4 separate regions of the Mus musculus genome follow, and all the other regions are linked to region 3. A link is a contact called in public Hi-C and promoter capture Hi-C data. All regions are on one chromosome and are shown on one strand. The core of a region is the stretch at or near the end of the contact, and the rest is flanking DNA. Distances in the headings are between cores, read along the strand shown. Region 1 holds the start of 9430091E24Rik (RIKEN cDNA 9430091E24 gene). Region 2 holds the start of Fcsk (fucose kinase). Region 3 holds the start of Ap1g1 (adaptor protein complex AP-1, gamma 1 subunit). Region 4 holds the start of St3gal2 (ST3 beta-galactoside alpha-2,3-sialyltransferase 2).

Evidence for each region. Promoter capture Hi-C pulls out the DNA fragments that hold promoters and counts their contacts. Hi-C and Micro-C count contacts between places; a contact is called where the count stands out from the background.
Region 1: a contact with region 3 is called in a Hi-C map of muscle stem cells, with 5 times the contacts expected there. The contact joins the promoter of 9430091E24Rik here to the promoter of Ap1g1 in region 3.
Region 2: a promoter capture Hi-C map of liver shows a contact between it and region 3, with 4 times the contacts expected there. The contact joins the promoter of Fcsk here to the promoter of Ap1g1 in region 3. A contact is called at or near these places in 3 of 39 promoter capture datasets (embryonic stem cells and liver).
Region 4: a contact with region 3 is called in a promoter capture Hi-C map of cranial neural crest. The contact joins the promoter of St3gal2 here to the promoter of Ap1g1 in region 3. A contact is called at or near these places in 1 of 39 promoter capture datasets (cranial neural crest) and 1 of 115 datasets of contacts at active chromatin or transcription factors (microglia).

The regions. Positions count from the first base shown.
Region 1 is chr8:111,140,620-111,147,638 of GRCm38.p6, forward strand. 9430091E24Rik (RIKEN cDNA 9430091E24 gene) reads right to left here and starts at 4,879. Exons shown (of 3, transcript NR_040364.1): 1 at 4,785-4,879.
Region 2 is chr8:110,899,721-110,906,379 of GRCm38.p6, forward strand. It overlaps Fcsk (fucose kinase), which reads right to left and starts at 2,768. Exons shown (of 24, transcript NM_172283.3): 1 at 2,702-2,768; 2 at 113-217. The coding sequence starts at 194.
Region 3 is chr8:109,773,121-109,780,284 of GRCm38.p6, forward strand. It overlaps Ap1g1 (adaptor protein complex AP-1, gamma 1 subunit), which reads left to right and starts at 5,463. Exons shown (of 24, transcript NM_009677.6): 1 at 5,463-5,842.
Region 4 is chr8:110,918,420-110,925,991 of GRCm38.p6, forward strand. It overlaps St3gal2 (ST3 beta-galactoside alpha-2,3-sialyltransferase 2), which reads left to right and starts at 1,446. Exons shown (of 7, transcript NM_009179.3): 1 at 1,446-1,686. It overlaps Gm26132 (a small nucleolar RNA gene), which reads left to right and starts at 4,697; the gene lies at 4,697-4,844.

The DNA of each region.
Region 1 (7,019 bases), core at 3,629-6,128, 1.4 Mb after region 3:
GAAATAGTACTCCCCCCCCCCCACCACCACCACTAAACACAACTGTGAGAGCAAATGAAGCTTGTGGGTTAGACAGATGGTAACTAAGGAAGACTAGAACTGTATCGTGGAGCTGTGTCTCCTGGTGATCAGAAAGCCCCTTGGAATTGCAAGTTGGTTTTTCCCACTACAATATACCAGAGTCTAATGAGGTTAAGAGGTAGCTCAGCAGACAGTAATAGGAAAACATTCAGGGTAAAATATGAGATGTAGCCAAATCTGCTCTCCTGACTGATGGATGCTGAAGAACCGATGCAAACACCAGAGAATTCAAGGCAAGAGAGCACAGAGCACAAACTGTAAACAAGGCTCATTTTATTGTTACAGCTCCTTTAATAACAGAGTTACAGGTTTAGATTTTAACAAGGAAGTCTTACCCAACAAGGCAGGCCAGCATATCCAAGGTTACATAAAGTCCAATAATGTAGTTTTTCTTTAAAAATATCTGAGGCATGGGTACCTCATTTGGCCTAACTATTGTCTAAAAATTAAGAACACCACAGGTCATCATGTGTTCCTTCACTCTGTAGCATTCCAAATTCAGTTCCTGAGAAATGTCAACATTACATGTCCTCACATCTATGTCATAATTCATTATAGCCTCATCTAACCTTAATCCAAACCCCAACAGTAAAAACTACAGGTTGCCCACATATGCCAAACATGGATGTTAAGGTAAAAAAAAAAAATGTGAAAGTTCAAATAGTAGAGCCAGTGCAGGGTGGTGGTGGCACCACCTTTAATCCCAGCACTTGGAGGGCAGAAGCAGGCATCCCTCTGTGAGCTTGAGGCCAGTCTGGTCTACAGATCAAGTTCTCAAATAGTCAGGATTTCATAGAGAAATCCTGTCTTAAAAAGCCAAAGCCAGGGCTGGAGAGATGGCTCAATGGTTAAGAGAATTGACTGCTCTTTCAGAGGTCCTAAGTTCAATTCCCAGCAACCACATGGTAGCTCACAACCATCTGCAATGGGGTCTGATGCCCTCTTCTGGTGTGTCTGAAGAGAACATATACATTAAATAAATAAATCTTTAAAATAAAAACAAAACAAAACAAAAAACAAAGCCAAAACAGTGAAGCCAAGGTCAAGATACTGCAGATATAAGCCGGGTGTGGTGGTGCACACCTTTAATCCCAGCACTCGGGAGGCAGAGGCAGATCTCTGAGTTCGAGGCCAGCCTGGTCTACAAAGTGAGTTCCAGGACAGCCAGGGCTATACAGAGAAACCCTGTCTCAAAAAACCAAAAAAAAAAAAAAAAAAAAAAAAAAAAAAAAAAAAAATACTGCAGAGGTTAAAAGCGCTGACTACTCTTCCAGAGAACCTTGATTCAATTCCTATCACCCTTTTGGAAGTTCACAAACAGCCCCTGGGGATTCTATGCCATCTTCTGGCTCTGTAGGCACCAGGCACACAAGTCATTCCATATACACCAATGTATATGTATGCACCCATTCATGCAAACACACATCCACATTAAATACATAAATCTTAAAACATGAAACCAAGAATACTAAGGAAGAGACACAAAGACACCTGCAGCTGGGTGACACAGTAAAAAGAACGTGCTAAAGAGAACAGCAGGCTAAGGATAAAGGAAGGCCAGTAAGTGGTGGTGCACACCTTTAATCCCAGGCTTGTTAGGCAGAGGCAGGCACATGTCTAAATTTGGGGCCAGCCTGGTCTTAAGACCCCCTATCTTAAACAAACAGGGAAAATAAACAGCAGTACCAGGCCAGTGCCAGTGATGGACAGAAAGACACATTTCCTCCTTGGAAAAGACATGCTAGGCACTCCTGCTTATTATATAGCCTTTCTTTTAATACAGTGCTTCTACTGAAGCTATTAGAGCCTGTCTTCACATCAAGAAAGAGACACCAGACCATCCCCATACAGGGATAACCCAAAATGCTATTACTTGTTAGTAGCTGTGAGAACAGAGAGTTCTATACAACTACCAACACTTGGGCTAGAAGTAGCAACACTAGCCAGTAGAATAGCTAGCAGAGTCCAAATCAACAACTAACAAAGTCAGAGTTTAATACATAATCAAGAATTAACAGGGCTGGAGAGATGGCTCAGAGGTTAAGAGCACTGGCTGTTCTTCCAATGGTCCTGAGTTCAGTTCTTAGAAACCACATGGTGGCTCATAACCATCTATAATGAGATCTGGTGCCCTTTTCTGGCATATAGACATACAAGCAGGCAGAGTGCAGCACACATAATAAATCTTAAAAAAATAAAATAAAAAAGTTAATAAGACAGCTCAAGGTTGTAGGAAGAAACACCAGCAAGTTATGGCCAGCAGTGAAGGGAACAGTCAATACCCACAAAGCCAGAGTCAGTGATGACTGAGAGGAGCCTTGAGACCCCCAATGTCTGAAGAGTGCATGCTCATCTCTCTGGCTGGGTGAATGGGACGTGTGACAGAATGCGGGCCCTGCATTGGCTTGACCCACTATAGTCAAGAGAACCAAACCAATTTGGAGAGATCTTATCTGTTATCAGTTTCTACCACTGCCCTATAAAAACCCTGGATAAGGAAATTCAGCCACCTTCTCTTGGAAACCCTTCTCTGACTCTGGAGAGTTACTCCCGTTTTCATGTCTCACTTTTCCTCAGTCGCTGTAATAATTAAAGTCTGTTTTTGGTTTTTTTGGGTTTTTTTGCTTGTTCCCACTAGAGGTCTTGTCTCCTAGTTTTCACTGGCATGAGACAACAAACTCCAGAGCCATTGGCCCAGGTTGATCTTTGAAGACCATGAATGTCCTGGCATCTTGGTCATGTACAGCTGGTGATGAAAGGACCAGTTACTCCAGAGAACCCATCATCTTCAGTCAGTCATCATTAGCATAGTCATTATCTGTTTCTACGCTATGCAGCCCTTTCAAAGAAAACTAGACGAGAAAAGATAATACAACCGTGGGAAAGAACGCTAAGACTCACCCCTTAGCAGGAAGACATGGCAGAAGAAACAGCAACAGATGAGTTTCAGGAGGAAATAAACCATGTCAAAAGCCCAGCCTGACAGACTGTTGGTTTAGTGTTCATCTTGACCTACAACAGTGACTAGGTGAGAGCAGAAGGGATTAAACCAAATAGCAAGAAGCAAAGGGAGGCTCTGGAGTCTTCTCCAGCAGGCTGAATGTCAAAGCCAAAGAAACCTCAACAGCAACGAGGGTAATCACGCCAGTGACACCGGAGATGCAGAAGATAAAAGGCAGTAAGCTTAAAGCAATGGACACCCTTTAAAAAGTCCTTGAGAGTAACTGTAAAACTCTCAGTTAAAACAACTTCTGCCAAACAACCCAGGCTGTTTCTGTTGGGCTCCTCTTAAATCAACCCCAGCAAAGGGGCAGCACTGAAGTGACTCCAGAGTTTCTTCTGTTTGGCTTTAACCACAGATGGGTTGCTGGTCAAAAAGACAGGTGGACGGCCACACTCCCCCACACAACAGAACCCCACAGGACACTTGCTTACCAACCGAAGGCCTGTGTGGTGACTCTCTGCCTTCCAGGTAAACCAGGGTTACTAGTGAGACTCTATGTTAAAATGGATGGATGGATGAACGAATGGGGAAGGAAGGACAGAACCTGCTGGACATTGTGACCCAACTGGTCCAGACTGCAGATTTTCCTTTTATTTATTTACTGTATATGAGTACACTGTTTTCATGCACACCGTTAAGAGGGTATCCCATTACAGATGGCTGTGAGCCACCATGTGGTTGCTGGGAATTGAACTCAGAACCTCTGGAAGTGCTCTTAATCACTGAGTCATCTCTCCAGCCCGACTGCAGATTTTTATTTTTTCAACAGGTGCATTAGGAGGTATCAAGAGAGTTTCAGAGCCGGGCGTGGTGGCGCACGCCTTTAATCCTAGCACTTGGGAGACAGAGGCAGGCGGATTTTTGAGTTCAAGGCCAGCCTGGTCTACAAAGTGAGTTCCAGGACAGCCAGGGCTGTACAGAGAAACCCTGTCTCAAAAAACCAAAAAAAAAGAAAAAAAAAGAAAAAAAAAAGAGAGCTTCAGAGAGTTGGGCCCACAAAAATGGCTAGCGGGTAAAAGTCAAAAAACCTGGGTACTTGACTGATCGGCTAGGAACGATCCCTGGATTCATCTGGAGGAGAGAAACGCATCCCCAATTTCTCTACTGACCTCTACCTTACACACAAACAAAGCCAGTAAATATTAAAAATATGAAGTTAGTTTTTTAAAGTGATGCAAATCCCTGTGGCTTTCAAAGTTGACCTCTGGCCTTGCTCCCTGCCAGCGGCCCTCGCCCACCCACGGACATCATGCAAAGTAGGCTTGGAGACCGTGGATCACACACAACTGTCACCCACCGGAAACCCCACGGCCCTGACTAGGTCTCTGACAGGAGTCGGTGAAGCACAGCCGAGCCGCACATTACAAGGTGGGAAACTATTCCACCTGCAGAGACGCGGGGCCACCTCTGGCCGTGACAGCAGTGCGCGCGCGCCCGCCCGAGCCGCAGCCCGCCCCGAGGCCCGGTCGGCCGCCCTGGGAGAGCCGGCGCGCAGTCCCGGGGCGGCCGGCGCGGCTCCCCGAGGCCCGCACAGCTCCACTGGCTCAATCCCGGCGCCCGACCGGTGGCACCGCCTCAGAGACCCGGAGGGACGGCCGGGAGCCGGAGCCCAAAGCTCGGACGCCAGGGGCGTGCGGGGCGCAAGAGTTCGCGGGACCAGAAGGCCGCCCGGACCCGCGGGTCCCAGCCGGCTTCCTACCTCAGGGGCCCGCATCTCGCGGGCAGCGCGCTCAGCAACGCCCGGCGGAAGTGAAGGGCAGCCCAGCCGCTGAAGAGGGTCTGCGCCGGCCGGAAAGGGGGCCAGGGCATGGGGACGGGGCGGGACGCGGAGCGCAGAGTTCCGGGACCGCGGGGGCCTGCGACCTTCCGCGCTTTACGGCCCGCGGCAAGGGTAAGGCGGGCGCGCGCGCCGACGCGCCGTGACGTCACCGCGGCGGGCCGGCCCGCACGTGCGCTTGTTTGGGTCTCGCCAGGCCCCGCCCCTCCCGCTCCGCCTCCGCCTGGATGACGGCGAGTGTGCAGGGAGCGGCCACCGCCCTCCGTCCCCGCTCCGGGTCTCCCGCCGGCCTCCGTGTGTCGGCAGTTCGGGTGATCGTCTGCCGCCAGGCCTGAGCTCCGATCCTGCGCGAGGGGTCCGCAGCCCAGAACCCGTGGCCGCCTCCGCCTCCGCCTCTGCCTGGATGGCGACGAGAGTGAGGAGAGCCGCCACCGGCCTCAGGCCGGCCTCCGTGTGTGCCTAGAGCCCGGGCATCGGATCCGGGCCAGAGCCTCGACCCAGTGTGGGCAGTTAGGGTGACCGTCTGCCGCCAGGCAAAATGGAATACTTTTATGTGTAGCTGTCTGGTCAGCTTGTGTCAGCAAGTCTGTGTCTAACATACATGCAGTGCCCGAGAAGGCCAAGAATGTCACATCCCCTAGAACCAGAGTTAGACATGATTGTTAGAAGCCATGTGGGTGCTAGGAATCACATGTGTGTCTTTGGGAAGAATAGTCAATAAGTCCTCTTAATCACTGATCCATTTTCCAGCCCCAAAAATAATGTTTTAAGTAAAAGAAATATAGTAGTCCCAACCCCTCCGGGGCTGAGATAGGCGGCTGGCTTGAGCCCATTTGTTTAACCTGGACAACATAAAAATAAACATAAAAGGACACACACAGATATTTCCAGGCTTTGTAAAATGTTCTAAAACTACATTATTGTGATGGTTGTTTAATTCATAAGTTTACAAATTATGGGCTTAAAATGACTGGAGTCCTGGGGTTGGTTCCCAGCACTGCCCACACCCAGCGTGATGTCACTCACAGAGGTGCAGGCAGCAGGATCTCAGACTGTGGGCATTTCCTTTGGCAAATCTCTGTCTCCAAAAATATTTACAATTCATAACAATTATGAACTAACATTGAAAATTAATTTTTGGTTGGGGGTCACTACAAGTTGAGGAACTGTAGTAAAGGGTCACAGCGTTAGGAAGGTTGAGACCCGCGCTCTACATTATCCTTGGCTATGTAGGGAGTTAGGGGTTAGCCTGAGCTAAGTGAGACCCTTTTTGGTTTGTTTTCTTTTTTTGAGACAGTTTCTCTGTGTGGCCCTATTACTCCCTCTGTATTCCATGTTGGCCTTGAGCTCAGAGAGCTGTCTGTTTCTGGCCCCTGAGTGCTAGCATTAAAGGCATGTGTCACCACCTCAGGGTAGACCCTGTCTTTGAGTGAAAAGATAAGGGAATATATGGGGGCCAGGATAGAACATTAGATTCATGTCAAAAAATCAAGGAACCAAAGCCAGCTGTAGTAACCCATGACCGAGGAGCTGGAGTCCAGGAGAATCATCTTATAAAAGAAGCTGTATGGGCTGGGCATGGTGGCCAATGCCTTTAATCCCAGCACTTGGAGGCAGAGGCAGGTGGATTTCGAGTTCAAGGCCAGCCTGGACTACAGAGCAAGTTCTAGGGCAGCCAGAGCTATTCAGACCCTGTCTCAAACTTTGACAATCAGAATCTGTCACCAGCAGACTTGGATGAAATGAATCCTAACTCAGGATCTTCAGATCTCCATGCATGGGAGAAATGGAGACACAAGAAGGAAGAAAAAGCCAGGCTTGGTGGAGCACGCCTTTAATCCCAGCACTCGGGAGGCAGAGGCAGGCAGATTTCTGAGTTCGAGGCCAGCCTGGTCTACAAAGTGAGTTTCAGGACAGCCAGGGCTATACAGAGAAACCCTGTCTCTAAAAAGCATTTAAAAAAAAAAAAAAAAACCTCCCTAGTCTAACAACGTTTAAAGAAAGAAAAAAACATCGTCAGTCAGGCAGATCTCAAAGGCTAGCCTTGGCTACATAGTTCCAGAACAGTTAGAGATACGTAGACCCTGTCTTCTAGAAGACAGAAAGGTAAAAAACAAAAAACAAACAAACGACAACAACAAAAAACCCTACTCTACC
Region 2 (6,659 bases), core at 1,518-4,017, 1.1 Mb after region 3:
AAGTCTGTGTTTCAACCCAGGTCTACCAGGCCCCCAGTGCAGCAGGGGTCTGGTAAGGAAGAGAAGAGAGAGTTCCTAATATAAAGAAAATGGGGGACGGTGTGTCACCTACCTCTCTGAAAGACCTGGACACTGTCCTTGTACTGGCATGTCAGGATAATGACAGTCCAATTGACTCCCTCTGACTGCTCCATTCTGGCCAAAATGGAGGGGCTTCCTGAAACAGCAATGTATAAGCATACGTGAATGTTTCTGATGGTCATACGTTAGTGTGACTCGTTCTGGTATAATTTTATGAATTCTAACACAAGCATGGGTTCTTTTTTAATTTTATTGTATTTTGTGTGTAAGTGTTTTGCCTGCGTATGTGCATTATAACACATGAGTGCAGTGCCAAGAGCCTTCGGAGGTGAGAGGTGGGTGCCAGTTCCCCTGTGACTGGAGTTACAGATAGCTATCAGTTATCACGTATATCCTGGGAATTGAACTCAAGACCTCTGCAAGAACAGTAGGTGTTCTTAACCAGTGAGCCATCTCTCCAGCCCCTCCTTATCCTTAACTCGGTTCACTGGACTTTTAAAATAAAAAGCATGCCTTTAAGGGCTAGAGAGTTGGCTCAGCAGTTAAGAACACTGGCTGTTCTTCCAGAGGTCCTAAGTTCAATTCCCAGTACACACATGGCAGCTCACAACTGTCTGTAACTCCGGTTCCAGGGGATCTTGATATCTTCACACATACATACATACAGTTAAAACACCAATGCAAATAAAAGAAGAATAAGTTTTTTTTTTTTTTTAAAAAAAGCATGACTTGTAATGTTCCCCTCCGCAAAACAATATGTGGTGCCCGACAGTGGCTGAGTGAATGACACACCTTTCCAAGGTGGCAGTGGAGTAAGAAAGTTTTAGCCTAGCCCTGTTTGGGAGGAAATGAAGGCTCTGAAATAGATTCCAGGTCAAAGACCATAGTGCTGGCTTTAATTGTCACCCTGATATAACATAAGGTCACCTCTGAAGAAAGCTCCTCAGCTGAAGGTCTGCCTCAATCAAATCCCCTTGGGCTTGTCTTTGAGAGGCTGTGGTGATTGATGGCTGATGTAGGGGGCCTACGCCACTGTGTGCGGGCCCCATCCCGAGGCATCTAAGAGAGCCCCTGGGTCATATAAGAAAGGGCTGAGCAAGCAAGAAAGCAAACCAGTAAGCAGCATGTCTCCACGATTCCTGCTCCAAATACCTGCCTGGGGTTCCTGACCGGGAAGTATAAAACATATACCCTCCCTTCTCCCCGCCAGGTTGCTTTTGGTAGTTTTATCACAGCGATAGAAAAGCAAATTTAGACAACTCTGAATAATATGGGGTTGCTGGGTGAGGGTAGGGGAAGATCTGGAAAAGTCTCAAGAAGTCAAGCAAGGCTATGGAGTTTTCCCAGTCAGATCAGCCAGGAGAGTAACTAACACTTAAGGAGTGTTTCTCAGGCACCTAGCCAACGGCATTGTAGTGACAGCTCACAGGAGCCATTCACCAGTCCTAATAGGTGATCTTATCACACCACAGGCATAAAGGAAGCCTGGCTTAAAGAATAAGCAGGCTGCCTAAGGTCAGGTAGAGCTAGCATAAATAGCTGGGTGTGTCCCCGTGTCTATGTTCTCAGTCACAGGGAGGAATGGTCCTGGGTTGTCACACGTGGCATTTGCACAGTGATCTTAGAATACAGAGAAGAAATTATAGCAGCACTCTGCCCATTTTCACAGAGCTTCATTTGCTCAATCCAAGTTGGAGTTTTGAGGACTGGAACTTTTTATGTCTTTTTTTTTTTTTTTTCTTTTCTTTTTTAGTTACGACATAGTCCTACAAAGCAAACCTGGCTAAAAGCTTACACCAATTCATCTAGTCAAGGATTTTTGGTTGGTTGATTTTTTTTTTAGTTCTGTTTGCTTTCCAGTGCTAGGAAACCTCAGGAAAATTGCAGGAGAGTGAGCATACCCAGGGATGATAAAATAAGGCCCCTTATGCATACACGCACGCACACTCCAAGTACATATTTTTAAGACAGGCTCATATTATGCAGCCTTAGTTGGCCTCAAACTTTCCATCTTCTTGCCTCCACTTCCCAATACTAGGTTTACAGGCCTGGGCCACTATGCCAGCTCATAATCTGCTCATTGAACAAAGATGGTATAGGTAGGGACTACGCACATTTCAGCATTTTAAAAACTTTAAAAGTTGAATGTATGTGTGTGTGTGAGTGAGTGAGAGAGAGAGAGAGAGAGAGAGAGAGGGAGAGAGAGAGAGAGAGAGAGAGAGAGAGAGAGAGAGAGAGAGAGGCAGGCCCAGGAGACTCTAATTTGCAGCTTTTTGAAGAACAAGAGGCAGAAAGAAGTTGGCTGGAAGTAAAACCAGATAGTAAACAATACGTTCATACAATGTGTACCCAGTGGGGTAAACTGAGGCAGGAAAACGACTCAAATCAAAATCAGAGCAGCGCTGGCATCTAGAGCTCCCTGGCTCAAGGGAATGTCGCTCGGTGTGCCAGGTGTCCGCAAGTCGTGGGGGTTCCCTCTGAAAACCCAGATCAAGAGAAGACTGCACTACAGAGGTCCCCTGCAGCTAACTAGCGCTGGGGGCGACGGCAGAGATCTGGGAAACCCGCAGGAAGGCGCCCCAAACTACAGTGGAACTGAAGACCCCGCGGACCCACATACCTGCGTCCGCCCAGCGCTCGCAGAGCCGGCTCTTTAACGCGGCTGCGCATGCAGCGCGGCGCACCCTGGGAAATGGAGTTCATTCGGCCTCCCGCCAGAGTCCTCAGAACCTACTCGCAGCCCCGCCTTACTGAAAGGACAAAGTTCTCAAACTTACAAGGAGTGCTAAATATACAAATTTCCAGAGAGAACAGGTGTCTTAAAGACACTGGCCAACTGTTTCTTTGTTTGTTTGTTTGTTTGTTTGTTTGTTTGTTTGTTTGTTGTGACTCGGGTACAAGGTAAAAGTATATTTTGATTGTTTTGTTTTGTTTTGTTTTGACAGGGTTTCTCTTTGTAGCCCTCACTGTCCAGGAACTCATTTGCCTTCCTCTGCCTATTGAGTGTGTGTGCAACCATCGCCTGGCTGTAATTTTGACCTTTTAAAATACTTTTTATTAAAGCTAAGTCTTTCTTAACTATTGATTAATTGAATGATTGATTGATTGATTGATTGAATATGAGTACACTGTAGCTGTCTTCATGCACACCAGAAGAGGGCATCGAATCCCATAACAGATGGTTGTGAGCCATCCCGTGGTGGCTGGGCATTGAACTCAGAACCTCTGGAAGAACTTAACTGCTGAGCCATCTCTCCAATCCCTTTATTTTGACCTTTTAAAAAGGATGGGGGTTTTGGGGTTTGTTTGTTTTTTTCTGTTTTTTGTTTTCTGTTTGGTTTTTCGAGACAAGGTTTCTCTGTATAGCCCTGGCTGTCCTGGAACTCATGCTGTAGACCAGGCTGGCCTCGAACTCAGAAATCCACCTGCCTCTGCCTCCCAAGTGCTGGAATTAAAAGCATGTGCCACCACAGCCCGCTTAAGAAGGATTTTTAAAAAGTTATTATTTTAGGGACTGGAGAGATAGCTCCACTAGTTAAGAGCACTCACTGCACTTCCAGAGGACCAGGCAGATCACAACATCCTCACACAGACATAAACCACCAATGCAGGCAAAACACCAATGCATATGAAAATAAAAATGAATAATTATGAAAATGACTTTGCTTTTATTATTACCGTCAATGCCATCATTTTATGTGCCTGAGTGTTTTGCCTGCATGTGTGTCTGCACCTCGTGCATTCCAGAAGAGGTTGCCAGCAGGTATTGGATTCCCAGAAGTTAGAATTAAAGACCATTGTGACCACCATGTGGGTGCTGGGAATCAAACCCAAGTCCTCTAGAAGAGCAGCCACCTGCTGATCCATCTCTCCACCTGTTTTTTGGTTGTTTTGTTTTGTTTTATTTTTTATTTTTTTTAGATAGGATCTTCCTATGTAGCCCAGGCTGGCCCTCATTCAAACTCCTCCTACTTCAGTCTCCAGAGTGCTAGGATTGTACGAACTCACCACCATATCCTTCAGATTTTTTTTTTTTTTTTAAGACAGGGTTTCTCTGTGTAGCCTTGGCTGTCCTGGAACTCACTCCAGAGACCAAGCTGACTTCAAACTCAGAGATTCACCTGCCTCTGCTTCCCCAAGGCTGGGATTAAAGGCGTGTGCCACCATGACCCAATTTCTTCAGATTCTCTTTTCTTTCCCTTCTTCTTTTCTCTTAACATTTTTATTTCTTTCCCCTGGCAGAAGCCCAAAGCCACTATTTTCCTCAGGAGCTGTGAAGAAGCAGAGGCTGGCTCGCCATTGTTGCTGAGGAGGGAACATAGGCAGCTAGAATTGCATTGACAGGAAACGTCCCTGTTTTTCTCAGGTGGATCCTTCTGGAAGAAACTTCCAACTCTACAGTGGAAAACTTTGCAGCAAAGCTTTGCAAAAGCTGTGCGTGACAGCATTGTTTGCCATAACCCAGAACTGGAAATCACTTCAGCATCCCTGTTTAGGGTTTTATGTTTTATGGAGGTTTTAATTAGAATATGGTTGATATATTTGCACAGTAATGAACTTCCTTCGTGACCTTCTCTAAGGCTGGATGGGGTGGCACAGGCCTGGAATCCCAGCTCTCGGGTGGTAGGGGGATCGGGAATTCAAAGTTATCCTCCCCTGCATAGCCCAGGTAAAGGTGGGAAAAGAGAACAAACTCAAAATTGCCTCGCTGGCTTTTGGCCTTGCTCTGGCCCAGCACTTCCTCACCATGCACCCTTTCTTCTCTTTTGGAATAGTAACATATATTTTGTGCCATTGTATGTTGGAATTGTGCGATTTGCTCTTTGACTTTGATGTTACAGGGGCTTGTGGTTAAGAGAAGGTCTTGAGGGGCTGGGGAGATGGCTCAGTGGGTAAGAGCTTTGACTGCTCTTCTGAAGGTCTTGATTTCAAATCCCAACAACCACATGGTGGCTCACAACCACCCGTAATGAGATCTAACACCCTCTTCTGGTGTGTCTGAAGTCAGCTACAGTGTACTTATGTATAATAGTAAATACATAAATCTTTGGGTCGGAATAAGTAGCGACTGAGCGAGTGGGGCCAACCGGGGCGAGCAGGGTTGACCAGAGCAATTAGAGGTCCTAAAAATTTAATTCCCAACAACCACATGAAGGCTCACAACCATCTGTACAGCTACAGTGTACTCATATACATAAAATAAATAAATAAATCTGAGAGAGAGAGGTGGCCATGACTCTCAGAAAAGATTTGGACTTTAAGCAGTGTTGAGACTGTAAAAGATTACTGGTGGTTTTAAAGTTGGATTTAATGCATCTTGCGTTATGATATGGCTACGAGTCTTTAGGGCCCAGGAAGTGGAATATGGTGGGCTGAATGAGAATGTCCCCTATAGATTCATATATGTGAATGCTATATAGTCACTAGCTGTTTGGAAGGATTAGAAGGATTCGGAGGTGTGGTCTTGTTGGAGGAAGTGTGTCACTGGGTGGGCTTTGAGGTTTCAAAAGCCCAAGCCAGGTCTGTTCTTACTCCCTTTGCTTGGAGATCAGGATGTAGAGCTCTCAGCTCCAGGGCCATGGCTGCCTGAGAGCCATCATGCTCCCTGCCATAATGATAGTGAACTAAGCCTCTGAAAGAGTAAAGCAAGCTCCCAATTAAATGCTTTCCTTTATCAAAGTTGCCTTTGCACAGCCGTAGAACCGTGACTAGAACAGAACACACAGACATGAAATTAAAAATATTTTTACATCCTGCATCACGGGAGGTGGAGACTGAATCAGCAGTTCTAGTGCAGCCATGGTTACAGCCTGGATCTGAGACTCTCCTCCGGAAAGAAGGAAGCAATGCATCATGGCTTTCTTTGCTGGTGTAGCTTAGTACTAGAGCACTTGCTTAGCATGCAAGAGACCCTGGGACCCCAAACATACCTAAAACATGTAAAGGAGCAAGACTTGCAGTGAACCCATCATGGGGCAGAGCCGGCTATGGGGTACAGACGAGGACCGGCAAGGAGAACATGAGCTCGCCCTGTATTTGAGTTCTTCTTACAAGAATGTGCTTTCTGCATTTGCTGTCCTGAACCAAGGAGCCTGGGAGGACACAGAGTCAGTTCCAGCGGGAATGGGGGGGTGTACTGTAACTTGGCCAGTCACGTAGCCGTGTCTTTCTGTCTCTGTCTGTAAAATGAGTTAACGGTAATTCCCAATGCCTGTAATTTTTATGCAGCTTTGACTCCATAGTAAGCAGTGGTGTTGGCGTCGAGGGAAGCTCAGCCATTATTACTGTCAATATATCTTTCTCCTCTCTAAAGCAGGATTTTTGGATTGTTCCCTGCTTCAGGTTCTAGGACAGTATCTAGGATGCTGTAGGTGGTTAGAAACCAGGGAAAGAAAGCATGAAAACTGTTCCCTGCCCAGCTCTCATGGGAGTCATCCCCTCTCTCCACCTGACCCAAGTCTCCCTCACCCCGCCTCCTGTGCCTATGAACCAAGGAAGCCGTATCTCTCGCAAGGGACGAGGCTCCTCTTCTTGCTGCTGCTTCAGCAATGCAGATCCGGGGCTCTACAGTGGCATGA
Region 3 (7,164 bases), core at 4,213-6,712:
GTGCCATACTAAAGGATTAATTCCTAATTCCCTTTTCTGGGTCAGGACATACTTTCAATAGGAACCATGCTAAAAAGAAGCATGGAAATGTTTTTTGTTTGTATGTGTGAAAACAATGTAGACTAATTTCTCTCTGACATTCAGGCTTATTTATAGACTCTTGTGACTCAACCAATAACAAAACCAGCCAGCAATGGGAGCCTCTCCGATTGACTCACTGTGTCCCCTGTCACTCGCCTCTCTCAGTTGAAGTCATTCAGAGAAACAGGAAATGTTCTTGGTCAAACTGCCTGACTGCCTTTCTTCAGAGAAAGAAAGTCTGGTCTAAAGGGCGAGTGGGCTTCAGCTGCTGACCCCCCTAGGATTCTCAAAGGATTCCTCTGTGGGTAAAGAGACCCACTGCATTGCTGGGCATCAGGTTCTACACCTGCACTTGGGAGGCGGGGTCAAGAGGATCAGGAATTCAAAGCCAGTCTTAGCTCCAGAGTGAGTGCAAGACCAAGTCGGGCTGCAATGAAAACCTGCCTCAAAAAGCCAAACACTAGGGCAAGATGTGTGAGAGGATAAAGGTACTTGACAGTGACCATGATGGGCAGCATGAGTTCAATTCCCAGGATCCACGCTGAAAGGAGAGAACCCAGAAAGGCATCCTCCGATGTAGTGTGTCTACAGGCACGCTATGGTACACGCATGCATACACATACTAAATTGATAGTTAGATAAATGTAATTGTTTGTGGGTTTGTTTCCAGACAGGGTTTCTCTGTATAGCCCTGGCTGTTCTGGAACTCACTCTCTAGTTCAGACTGGCCTCAAACTCAGATTTGTCTGCCACTGTTTCCCAAGTGCTGGGATTAAAGGCGTGGACCACCACTGCCTGGATAGAAAAAAAAAATGTAATTAAAAAAGACAACCAACCTCCCTACACCCTTAAAGCTACTCTCCAAACCCAGACTATATACCTAAGTATATACTAACACTATAAACCTACTATATACCTAAACAAAGATAAGGGAATCCATTGCAAACCTTAGGTTTCAATTTGTGTGCTGTGTCTTCCACAGCTCCGTCTTATTGTTCTGCCTCCCAATGACCTCTCTCTTTTATATATATATATTTTTTTAAATTTAAAGTTTTTCTTCTAAATCATGTGGATATGTTTGTGTGTGTCTCTGTGTGGGTACATGCACATGAGTGTGGGTGCCCATGGAAACTAGAGTCATCAGATCCCCCAGAGCTAGTGTTATAGGTAGCTGTGAGTTGCTCGGTGCTGGGAATCAAACTTGGGTCTTCTCAAATGACAGAATACAGTCTGAACTTCTGAGCCATCTCCAGTTACATATTTTGTTTTTATTTTATTCTATTTATTATTTAGAGACAGAATCTCACTATGCCTCTCTGACTGGCCTTGAACTCACATCTGGCTGCCTCTGACTCCCAAAGCGTTGGGATTAAAGGTGTGTGCCACCACCCCCAGCTTCATATTTTTATTTTTAGCAAGGACTTACCTGCTGGAAGATAATATCAGTAGTTTGGAGTTTTTTTTCTTTGTATTTGTGCATTATTTAAAACTGGTTTTCCTCAATGAAAATTTAATTATCTAAACGGCAGGGGGAAGTCTCTTTTGTAACGTCTATTACAGTTTCTAGAACACCTAGAGATGAATGGTCTAGTGGCATCAATCAGGCTGCAAACTGATGGAGTGCTTACTATATGGACTAGAAGAGAACTCCAGACTCTGAAGGTCTAGATTTGAGTCTGCTTTCTGCTGAACGAGAGCCTGACAGGGCTGTCCAGATAGTTCCGTGTCAGCAGTAATGGTGCCAACCTGGTGGCTTGAGCGCTAGCTCACATATAAAGGTGCAAGGAGAGAACGGAGTCCACCAAGCTGTCCTCCCACCTCCACAGGGAGCACCATACCCCCTCTCATCCTCCTATACCATACATTTACACGCAGTCATAAATACATAAGCAAATACATAAATGAATGGTATTATTTGTATTATTTGGTCTTACATTGTATTTATTTTGCATGGATGCAGGCATGCACCATGCCACAGCATATGCATGTAGGTCAGAGGGCAACTAGCAGAAACCAGCTCCTTCCTTCCAACATGTGGGTTTCAGGGATTGAACTTATGTCACTCCAAGACCAGCTCCTTCTCCCCACAAAAAGAGGAGCAGCCCACTTTACCTATCTGAGGCCTTCTTTCCATATTTCTAAACTTGGGATTGAAAAACTCATCTTAAGACAGCTATGGATTTTGCTGACCCCTTAGCCCGTGCCGGTGACTGCTTTATTTTTCAAAGTAAATAAAAAAAAATTAAAATTCATTCATTTTGAAACAGGATTTCATTATATAGTCTGGTGTGCAATTCCCTCTGTAGACAAGGCTGACCTTGAACTAACAAAGATCCAACTGCTTTTGCCAGTCCTACGATGAAAAGCTTGCATCACTACACCTAGCTGCTAGCTACTGGTTTATGTGTATCAGGTCATCTATCAGATTGGCTCAAAGATGCCAATATTCCTATGAGCTTCCTTCAGGGATGCAGACATTGAGGAGCAGGTGTGTTCAAAGATGTAAAGGAACTCAATAAGGATAGGAAAGCAGGGTTGGTTTTTAAAAAAGATTTATTTTAATCTCATGTGTATTTTGCTTGTAGTATGTATGTATGTATGTATGTTTGTATGTATGTATGTATGTATGTGTACTACGTGTTGAATGCTTGTGAAGGCCAGAAGAGGGTGCAGGATCCCCTGGAATTAAAGCTAGAGATAAGCTGTAAGCTGTCTTGTGGGTCTGGGAACCAAACCTGGGTCCTTTGCAAGACTAGCCGATGCTCTTGTGTTAGCTCTCCAGCTAAGGTAAGGTTTTAAACCTAGGCAGTCTAGTGCCAGAGACCAAGCTTTTAAATAATATCTTTGTGGCTTACAAGCTCATGGTGCATGCTGAACAAGTGAATCAACCTTTGTGGAAATACTTGTGTAAATTGTAAGCTACATGTACTTTTGTGAGGTACAGTGTACAGCAGCTGGAGTGGCCTGACATGAGAGCTGGGATCGGAATTTGGATCTTCTGTGAGAACAGCAAGTGCTTTTTAAACTATCAAAACATCTCCCCAGCATCTCAAATTTAAATTTAATAATACTGTTTGACTATCTGTCATATTAGGATAGTGAGATTATATTTACAATTTTAATCTTTTTGAGATAGAGTCACAGGTAGTTGAAGTTAGCTTCAAACTTGCTATATAGCTAAGGAAGACCTTGTACTCTGATTCTGCCTCTACCTCCTAAGTGCTGGGATTCTGTTGTATGCCACCACATCAGGCTATGGAGTAGTAATTTAAATAAAGAAAAGTGTAAGTGAAGAAAATGATAACAACAACAATAAGAACAACAGAGAAGGGGTCTAAGTTGCTCTTTTCCTTTGAGTGTTCAGCTTTTCTTGGAGGGAGGAGATGTTGTGAGATCAGTCACTATGCAGCCAAGGTTATCCTCCAACTCACAATCTCTCTGCATCAGCCTCTAAGAAACTGAGCTTACAGATGCTGCCACCACAGCTTCGTCAAGTCCTTCTTAAGAAGACATTTTTTTTTTCTCATTAATCCCAGCACTTAAGAGGCAGAGGCAGATGCAGGCAGATCGCTGTGAATTTGAGGCCAATCTGGGCTACAGAATTCCTGGACCTCTAGGGAAAGACTGAGAAACCCTGTCTCAAAAAGAAGAAGGAGGAGGAGAAGAAGAAAAGAGGAGGAGAGAAAGGACAAAGAAGAAGAAGAAGAAGAAGAAGAAGAAGAAGAAGAAGGAGGAGGAGGAGGAGGAGGAGGAGGAGGAGGAGGAGGAGGAGGAGGAGGAGGAGGAGGAGGAGGAGAAAAGAGGAGGAGAGAAAGGATGAAGAAGAAGAAGAAGAAGAAGAAGGAGGAGGAGGAGGAGGAGGAGGAGGAGGAGGAGGAGGAGGAGGAGGAGAAGGAGGAGAAGGAGAAGGAGGAGAAGGAGAAGAAAAGAGAAAAATAAAACTTTTGTTGTTTGCTATGGTAAACACTTAATTTTGGCCCATAAAAACTATTTTAATCTTCCATGTGGAAAACTTGGCTACCTTTGCCTTGCATCTCTGCTTGAAGATTTCCTTTACGGAAATTTCACAGTGAATTTGGCATGTTTCATGCATAGGCCTGGCTCAAAGTAATCTGCACTGTGCTAGCATTATGATGTTCTTCTAGTCTTAGGGTGTACCTAGGGCTGCCCTGTACAGATGCCCCGAAGAAAGGTAGGAGGATTTGAATTCCGTAAGCATTCTGCTCTATAAACCGGTAGGTATGGGTTGGAATATGTATATGGGGTGTGGTGAATTTTCTGTGTAAGATGACATCTTAAGGCAGACTCCATTGTGAGAGACAGTTGTAGTTTTTCTCAAGTCTTAAATCTCATTATTTGTAAACTTTGGTTACTTACTTTGACTCACGAGATTGCTTAGCGGGCTAGGTTGTACATACGATGGTACCTTATGATCAATATGACACCAATATTTAATAAATTTGATCGTGCCCTTGGTATCCTTTCTTTCCAGCCACTTGGCATGCTCCAGAAATTCAAGGTCAAAATTGTATGGCTAGACTTACTCAGCTCAACGTCTGTATTTTGAAATCCTTGCATGAAAAACGAATGTCTAAAAGATGCAACTTCCTGTTTATGACACTCAAATTTGAAACTCAGGATTTTTGCTTAGTTCCTGGTCTTTGGTATTCAGTGTAGTCTTGTGTTTTATTCACATCTGGGATACCTTTGTTGTCAATCTATCGGAAAGATTTTATTCTAGGTAGGTCACCTTTCCTTTAAATGGGCCAAGATATCAAGGATCTCTAGGTTCACATGGAAAAGACTTGGGTCACAAGTTAGTAATTATTTATCACGCCAGGAACTGTCTAGTTAGACTTTCTTTGCTTCAGGTCATTAGTTCATTCAATCATAGATGGAAAAGCTATTCTGGAAGAGTTTTAGCTGACATTTGTCCAGATTCTTTTTTCCCCTCACAGGAGGGGACTGGATCGTAGGTGAGATTGCCGCACAAGGCGGTGGTGCTGTGCTTGGAATCCATTCTTAGGTTTCATCTTTTTACCTGTTTTCGCAAAAAAAAAAAAAAAAAAAAAAAAAAAAAATTGAAGATACCATAAAACCCTAGAATCCAAAGCCACTTGGAGCATGTTTCTAATGTTGACCAGAAACCTCTGGCCAACGAGGACCACTTAGGAATCCTTTCGGACAAAACTGGTCACACCATGTCTATGCGCTTTCCCCTGCATCTCCTCTCCGCCTTCCCCAGCTCCCTCGCTGAGCTCCGCCCACCTCAGGTGACCCCCACCGTTTCCTGGCTGCACAGTTTTCCCCTCCCCCCAGAACGGAACCAAAGTGCGACGGCTCCAGGGCCGGGCCGGAGCGTGCTAGCTCAGACTCCTCGCAGCGGTGACTCGGCAGCGGCGTCGAGCGTCATCAGTGACAGCCCCGACCCTTGCTACGCTTTGAGTCGCTCTGCCCGGCGCAGTCGCCTCCTCCTCGGCAAATAGTCCTCGGCGGGGGCCGAGTCCTCGGGTCATCCGGGGTGGGAGACGGCACGGGCTGCAGTCGGAGGGACGCGGGGCGGCCGGCGAGAGGGAGCCGGGGAGCGGCGTCTCCCGGGGAAGCGCGAGGCGTGAGGTAGAGGCGCCCTCCTCGCCCGGGATCCCTCCGCCTGCAGTCGCGGTGCTGAGGCCGAGGGAGCCGCCATTTTGGATGTTCGGTTCCTGCTGCCACTGCCGCCGCCGCCCCCGAAGCTGCTGGTTTCCTTCGAGGTTTCGGGCCGGTGAGTGTCACTCGCGGCACCGAGGGCGGGTCGGCTCTTGGGCTCTGCCGCAGCCGCGAGCGTCTGGCCGGAAACCTCCTGTCAGTCCCAGGGGTCCGGGCTCAGCCTGTGGGGGGTGGGGGGTGAGGAGGACCCAGGTTTGGGTCAGGAGGGACCCGGGAGCCCCGGGCTTGCTTGGACTTCCTGAGGGCCGACCTCGGGAGCTTCAGAGCCGGAGCTGTCGTGCGCGGTCGCTTTCCTCTTCCCTTGGCGTGGTCTGGCCGCCGCAGGCCTCCTTGAACCCATTGACTTTCTCAGGCTGCGAGGCTCCTTTGAAAGCTCGCTCCGTTCGGGGAGCTTAGGATTTAGCGGGGCCGGGCCCCACCCCCGCGTGTCCTCTCGGAGCCACGTATCAGCGTTCTTGTGTTGGGGACTCGGGTCAGATCTGAGAACTCTGAGCATTTCCCACGCAGGGGCAATTCTGCCTGGTCCCTGCAGTGCCGTCCACTGAAAGCCGGACATCGGCCTCGCCTCCCTCTAACCTTCCAACTAACTTCTGGTCCAAACACTTTCGCTTTTTTTTTTTTCTTCTTCCTTCTTCTTCTTTCTCTTTTTCTTTTAAAGAACTCACCTGAGACCGCACTATTCACTCTCCTCTCCAACTCTCGGTTCTGCGGACGTCGGTTTCTAGTAATTCTCAGGCTCTTCCTCATTGCCTGGAACTGTCGGTTCTGCTTCCCAGTTAGGGCTTGGTGTCGGAGAGCCGTCGAACCACCCTAGGGTGTATTTCCGCAGCAAATGGGTTTAAAGCAGGCCAAGTGGCTTTGGGTGCGAAGGAGCTGTGAAAATAACTTTCTGCATTTCTTTCTGTTCTGAAAGCTGAGCTTTGGGGCACTTACTGATACTTTTTATTTATTTTTTTCTTTTAGCGTTATATTTGCTTGAGCATGGAAAGCTGCCCTTGGAGAATAATAATCTGACGTAGGTAGAAAGGAAGATAACTTTTTTGGTTCCTATAGGGATTAGTTAACAGAAGAGCGAGCTGAATGGTCTCTTAGTGACCGCACCCCTCAGGTGTTTGTATAGTAATGAACGCTGCTGACTTCTTATGTTGACTTTTCTCAGACTAGTTAGATTTTAAGCATCCATTTCCACCGTTGCCTGGAGTATTTGCCAGACGTTTGATTTGAAACCTGTGGATCTTCAAAGTAATGATAGCTTCATTAATTCTGTTCTTAAAGTATTCCTGCAGTCCAGTATGCGTGAATAAAAAACATTTCACAATAATTCACTGGTTATTTCCTACATTTCAAGTTAGGTGAGTGTGGTTGAATCACACCCCC
Region 4 (7,572 bases), core at 196-2,695, 1.1 Mb after region 3:
TCGCATTAGAGTCTCTTTATTTAAGCTTGAGCTCCCCCCCCCCCCCTGTCTCTTACCAACGCTGACACAGTAGGAAAGTGGAGCCCTGAACCTAGTTTCAGGCAAGCATTTTTAGAGGCAAGAAGTGGGTCTCTAGTCTGGTACACATCTGATTGGGGGGGGCGGGGGAGGGACGACGGGCGGAATGATGGCCTTTAATGCTGGAAGTCAAACCATAAACTTAACTTCTGCTTTCCTCCTGATTGGTGGTTGTTAGAAAGTGAAGTGCCAGGGGGCGGGCTTGTAACCTGGGGGGTGCAGATTTGTTGGGGAGTAACCTGGAAACCGGTGCTAGGTACTGGTCTGTTAGTTTACTCGAGTTCAATCTTAGGTCAGGCTTTCTGTGATGGAGTCTGAACCCAAAAGATTCATTGCAGGGTGTGATGGCTCAGTGTCCATAATAACAACCCTCAGGAGGCTAAGGCAAGAGAATCCATCATGGATTCCAGGCGGGCCTGCCTGGCTTACAAAGGGAATTTACGACTACCTTGGGTTACATAATAAGAGAAAGAACGAACACACTTAAAATTCTAGGGTCCCAGAACTAATGAACCAGAAGTCGTTTGAGTATCATTGGTCAGTCAGAGACATTTGGAGACTGAATGTGTCATCAATTAGGAACTTCCTAATGGTTTTGGAGCTTGGTTTGAAAGTTGAGGAAAGGATTGCCTAACACTGATGTGGATAAATATTTAAAATGTGTGCATGTTACCCTAGAGAATAGGCATCTAAGAGTCAGAAGTCTGAAGTCAAGAGATGCCCTAATGGATAAAGGCTGTAGGGTGCCTACAAGCAAGACAGTTTGCAATGTGAGGTGCCCAGTCACATAGTGGCAAACCCTATTTCCACATCGCTGCTGGTGCCCCTCTTTTCAACAGCCTGGACCTAGTGCCCTCACTGCAGTTGCAGCTTGCTGGGCCAGGGCATGAACCCAGCTGGCTCAGGTCGTGGCTCTTGGCAAGAGCAAGTACAAACAGTTCCCTTGAGCTGGGCTTGGCCGCAGTTGATCACAGTCCTGTGTGAGAGGCATCCTCAGCTTACTCGCATCCTTTGATGAACCAGGTACCAAAGCCCGGCTGGGGTACCGCAGACTGCACCTCCCAGGCTTCAGCAGCCCAGAGTCGCGTGGCTGTGAAACTGAAGAATACGCCCCTTAGTGCTGTGCCTTAACCCTCTAAATCCGGACAGAACTACAAAGACCATGAGCCCAGATATGGGAGTGCATTGCTTTCTGGGAGCAATAGTCCTATATGCAGAGCGATGCTGGCGGGTCCTGCCAGGCTGGACTACATATCCCAGCATGCCTGAGCGAGTGGTGGTGGGGGAACAGGAGGGAGGGGAGAGCCCCGGAGGATGTGAATGGGGAGGGGGCACCCGCCCCCTTCCCCCACCCTTCCCTTTAGCTTGGGTAGGGGTGGGGGGAGGGGCCGGGCTGAGCTGCAGCCGCGGCGCTCCGGGAGGGCAGGGCCAGGCAAGGGCGGGACTGGCCCGAGGCTGGCGGACTGGAGAGCGGTGAAGCTAACGGGTCCAGGCGCGGGAGGCGGCGGCGGCGGCGGCGGCGGCGGCAGCGGCGGCAGCTCTCTGCACGGGCGGAGGCGGCGGCAGGAGCGGCAAGCATGGCCCGCGCGGCGCCCAGCGCAGACTGAGGTGCGCGGGCGGGATGAGAGAGGGCGGGATGCGGGGCTCCCCGGGCCCCGTGCTGCCCCTACCGTCTTCTGTGCGGGCAGCGGGCTTGGCCCAGAGGCCCAGATCCAGCGGGTCCAGCCCAGCAACTTCCCTCGGGTCTGGGCGCCGTGTGGGCGGGGGTCCGATTGCCTTGGCCTCGATCGGGATCCCCGTCTTCTGCTTCTGCATATCTAACCACTCCCAGTCTTTCAGGCACTCCTGTAACACTCCTTGCTGGCAGCCCCCAGCCTCAGCCTTTGGAGTTCTCTGTCCTCGTCCACACTTCCACACCCCAGGTGTTGGTACTTCCAGCCCTAGGGCGCTTGGGAACCTGCTCCATCCGGAATCCCCTGCCCCACTTCTCCTGGTCACAAGCTGTCTGCACCATCTTCACTTCTTTCCTCTACCCTTCGGCCTTTCCCCCACCTGGCACTGACCCCTAGCCACACTCTGTGGCCTAGTTCTCTCTAATAAGACCTGACAGCTTGATCCCCTTCCTACTTTGGAAAAACTGAGGCATGAACCCACCGGAAACTTGGTCATGGTGTGCCCGTCCTCTCTGGACGCTGGCCTGAGCACTGTCCCTTGTCCCTCTTGTTCCTTCCATCCTTTGCCATATAAGACACGTTACTTCCCTCCAGTCATGCCCCTGTGACTGAATCAAACTTCCCAGCCCCATATACAGCTCCAGTGTTCCCTGTTTAGTTCTTCCACTACTTCTGTTGTCCCTGCTTTGCACAGCCCTCCACCTGGAAAGGAGTCTCAGTCCTTTTGCTGCTCGTTCAAGTTAGCCTTTCTGCTTCTCTCTTGCCAACTGCATCCATCTCCTCCCATGTTGCCTCTTGTTTTTCATCTGTGTACTAAGAATAATTCAGGGACCCCTGGGACCCCTGGGAAGTAGTCAGTCATTCCTTGTCAGTAACCCATACTCCTGTCTACAAATGTCTAGAAACTGTTTGGCCATCCCGTCCTCATGCTTGGTGGGCTCAGAAGTGTGGGTTGGAAGGGACCGTTTACCTCTATGAAGATGGTGACATTGAAGGACTCTGGTCATCATTCTAAGCTAATCTGACTCCTGCTGCTAACTTTGGAGGAGGGTTGCCCCTTCTGGGGGATGGTGTGGGGGATGCCTGCCTGAGTGCTTTGTGGAAGAAGGTACGGTGCCTACAGGCGGTGATCTCTTGTTTAGTTGTGGTGATTCTGAGTTGAAGAGGGATGGAGGGTACACAGACTTGACTGCATAATTCAGTTTTTGTTTGTTTGCTTTCTGTTTGTCTTCCTTCAGCCGGATTTTCCTTTGGGTCACACTTTCTTCCCCTGTCTCCCAGTCTCCCAGTGGGGAAGGGAGGGAGGGAAACCCTGTGAGCCATCCAGGAAGGAGGAGATTCTTCAGAAGTTTGTAAGGGTCCTGAGTGAGCAGTCTTGATCTGAACCAGATGGTTGTCTGCTTCCACGAGGTCCCGCCCATGCTCCCTGCCCCCCTTGGCTGTGAGTAGGATGCTTTTAACCTTGTAACTTGAGATTGGAGAAGGGAGGCCAGGAGGCCAACTGCGTGAATGTTTATATCCAAATGTGCAAGCTTGCCAGGGGCCTGTGGGAGTGTCGGTGCCCCCAGAGACCACTGTAGAGTTCTGTGGCCTGCTGATAAGCCCTAGTCACTTTGAGAGCCCAAAAAGATAGAACTAGTTTTGAAGCCTGTAAGAGTCACCCTGAATCAGGCAGGGTGGCCACACCTGTTATGCCAGCAGCATTCAGGATAACTAGAGGATTACCATTTCAAGGGACCCTAGGCTATGTAATAAGATCTTGTCACCAAAAGGGGGGTGTCTTTGAGATGTACTCACCAAACAAGACTGGAGACCTGAGTTCAACCCCTGGGACCCAAATAAATTGGAAGGAGAGACTTGACCCCATAAACGTTGCCCTTTGACCTCAACACACAGGCCACAGCATGCACAGCTCTGTCTTTTGTGCCCTCATATGTATCCCTGTTTGAGCTCTCCCTTTAAGCCTGGCGTCAGCTTACCGTTCTGGTTCAGGGTGTGGGGGAAGCAAGGCAGCTTGGTTCTTTCCTTAGGTTGAGTTCTTTTTCTCAAAGGCTTGTCTCATTTTTCTATGTGTGTGTCTGATCATGCGCGGGTGGGTGCCAGAAGAGGGTGTTCACATGCGTAGGAACGGGAGTTTCCGGTGGTTGTAAGGCACCTGATGTGGGTGCTGGGAACTAAAGTTGGTCCTCTGCAAAAGCAGCAGGCTCTCTTAACCACTGAGTAGTAGTAGTAGTTGTTGTTGTTGTTGTTGTTGTTGTTGTTGTTGTTCTTCTTCTTCTTCTTCTTCTTCTTCATAGCAAGCAGGAGATAATATAGAAAATTCGGTGTGAGGAAGAGGGTGGGACATGGATTTCTTGGTTATTTTGTAGGATATTTCGTTTGCCTTGTGGTGGTTTTACGTATTTGCATTTTGTTTTGTTTTGAGACAAGGACTTACCTGTGTTTAGGCCGTCTTCAGGTTGGATGTGTGGCTGAAGATGGTCGTGAACACCTGATTCTCTTGCCTCTGCCGCAGGGGTTCTAGGGTCACTGGTGTGCACCCTGATGCCGAGCTGTGCACTTGATCTTGTGGACATTCTTTAAATTCATCTTCATTTCTGAAATGCTTTCATCTGCCCAGTCCTTGGCATATAGTAGGTGCTCAGGAAAGTTGAAGCAGAGATTTTGTTGTTGGTTTGTTTGTTTGTTTTTTCTCCAGATAGGGTTTCTCCGTGTAGCCCTGGCTGTCCTAGAACTTGTTCTGTAGACCAGGCTGGCCTCGAACTGGGAGAACCATGTGCTTCTGCCTGCTGGATTAAAGGTGTGAGCCACCACTTTCCAGCTTTGTTTTTATTTTTATTTTTTAAAAAGTAATTAAGCTTTTTTCAAGGGTGGTTTTCACGTGAGTCTTGATTTTGTCTTTATATGCGAGGGAACTCCTGGGAACTGGGCCTGACTTTGTAGATCCTCCTTTTCTTGGCGGGTACCGGGCGTGCGGTCCCGCTTCCTGTAATGTACGGAGGTAGAAGAAAGGGCTCTGGCCCTCTCGGCGTTATGTCTTCGGTGCTTGCGGCCTCCTGTTCTCGGGTTCTATCCTCAGACGCCGGAACACTTAAAAAAAAAAAAAAGTAATTAATTGGAGATGGTGCATGTAGGGCGGTGTGTGTGTGTGTGTGTGTGTGTGTGTGTGTGTGTGTGTGTTGACCCATGTGTGGAGGTCAGAGGAGAACTTTCGGGAGTTAGTTTTTCCCTTCTACTACATGGGTTCTGGAAATCATAGTTAGGTGGTCAGGTTTGGTTGCAAGCCCCTTTGTCCACCAAGCCTTCTTGCCTGTCTTTGCTTTCATTTCTGAAATGGTATCTTACCATGTAGCCCTGGTTGGCCGTATCGTGTAGTCCGATGCAGCTTGGAACTTTCAGTGATCCTCCTGTATCTATCTCCTGATTGCTGGGGTTACAGGTTTGTACCACTGCGCCTGGCCAAGTAGGGAGGCTCAGGATTAAAGGTCTAGGGTTGGATTCTTTGTACTTTGCAGATCTTGAAATCACCTGGAGAGTTGGTTAAGACACATACCTGTTCCATGTTGTCAGAGGTTTTTGTTTTTGTTTTGTTTTTTTTTGATTCAGTTGGTCTGAATTTGTATCTCTCATCAGCTCCTCAGGGCTAACATTTTGAAAGACACCATCTTGAGCCATTATAGTTGCCTGGTTAGCTAATCCAGACAGATGGAAGGTCTTAAGAAAGACTTTCTTCCACCTTATTTCCCCACCAAGGCTTGTTGTGCCAGCTGTGCCTGTTAGCCTTGCTCTTTCATTCTGAGGCTGCCCAGGGCTAGGTTAAGTGAAGGGCCTGACCTGCAGGACTGGGGTGGAAGGGCTGAGCTGTCAGTCCCACCATAACCACAGTTTCTTTGTTCTTGAAAAGAAGGCCTCATGAACAAACAGGATGTTTAGGAACCAGGACTTTGGAAAAGGGTGGCCTCCGTATACAGTAGAGTAATAACTGAGACAGACCCTCGTCTGTTCCATGTAGATTTTCCAGACTGAGAGGATAAGAGCGTGCCTGCCAGGGAAAGTCCTCTTATGTATGGTTGCACACTGGACAAGGTGCTTAGGAATCTGGAGTTTGGCAAATATTTTCTATCTATTTTTTAGGTCAATGAGAGATAGATAGAGATATATAGGAAAATATATACAGGCAGGGATGGATCTAGGTAGGGTTAGGGAGGGGTGAAAGGACTCCTGATTTCAGGCCGCCTGTAGCAGGCTCACTGCGTGCTTGTTGAGTGTGCTCACTGCAGTAGATGCCTCAGGGTGTAGGGGAATCCTCATGGCAACATTGCAAGGTTGGCATCATTGTCAGCATTTCATATGTGAAATTTAAAGTAAAGCGTCCAGGTTTGGGGAAAGATCGTGATGTGTCAAGAGCTTGCCCTGCAAGCAGGAGGATCTGAGTTAAATTCCCAGCACCTGCATAAGGAAATGTCCAGCATGGTGCTGCGTATCCCAGTGTAGGAGGTGCAGAGGCTCACCGGCCGGCCAAACCAGTCTAGTGGGTGAGCTCCAGGCCAGTAAGAGACCTGCCTAAAGGAGGTGAATGCTCTGCGCATACACATACATTCATATAGACGAATTCATACAAACATAAAAACGGGCAGGGTAGGGCATATCTGCAACCCCAGTGCTTGGGAACTGAAAGTAGGAGGGTCCTGAGTTCATGGTGAGTCTGGGCTATGTCGCAAGACCCCATCTGAAGAAACCAAAAATAGCAAAATTTAGCAAGAGAAAAGTATTTATAGCAAATTTGTTTTTATTTAATCGTAGTTTTATGTGCCACGGAGACCCAGGTGAACGCTCCTTTTTTTTTTTTTTTAAAGACAGGGTTTCTCTGTGTAGCCCTGGCTGTCCTGGAACTCTCACTCTGTAGACCAGGCTGGCCTTGAACTCAGAGATCCGCCTGCCTCTGCTTCCTGAGTGCTGGGATTAAAGGCATGCGCCACCACGCCCGGCTGAAGGCTCCATTTTTATGCTCGGATTGGGGAAGCCTGGTAAACGGGTAGAAATAAGATTGGGCCAATAAACAAACAAACAAACAAACAAACAAACAGGCTGGCTTGGAGCTCAAGAGATGGTTCGGTGGTTAAGAGCCTTGGTTGTCCTTCTGTAGGACCTAGGTTCAATTCCCAACACTCATATGGCAGCTCCCAACTGTTTGTGACACAGGTTCCAGTGGATCTGACTCCCTCACACAGACCACACACTAGATGCACATAAAAATAAAACATAAATTATTAAAGAACCAAAAGCTGGGCTAATGTCTGTTAGCTGCTGCTTAGCCAGTGACAGCATTACTTTTTGGGGGTGGAGTGGGGTGGGGGGATACATGGCAGAGAGCTTTCTTTATGGATAATGTTCCTGAGTGACAAGGTGGGCCAGAGAGCTACTCTAGGGTTAGGTAGGGGACAAAAAAGGGCAAGAAGTAAGGGGAAAGAGCAAACCAGTAAGAGATGCTGCTTCTGAGAGCTTCACTTCCGAGTATTCCTCTGGTAAGAAAGGGCTCCCCTGCGAGGTGGCCGTCAGAGCCGTGGTTTGGGCCATCCCCTTTAGGGTCTCAGAGGGGATATAACAGGAGCCCAAAACTAGTCTCATGAGTGTAGTGTGGTCTCTAAGATATATCTGGGCTGTGCCCAGATTTCCATCCCCCGAATTCGTGGGGACTTCTGGTGACAGGAGGGGCAGTCCCTCCAGACTGTCTTTTTTTTTTTTTGGTTTTTTGAGACAGGGATTCTCTGTGTAGCCCTGGCTGTCCTGGCACTCACTCTGTAGACCAGGCTGGCCTGCC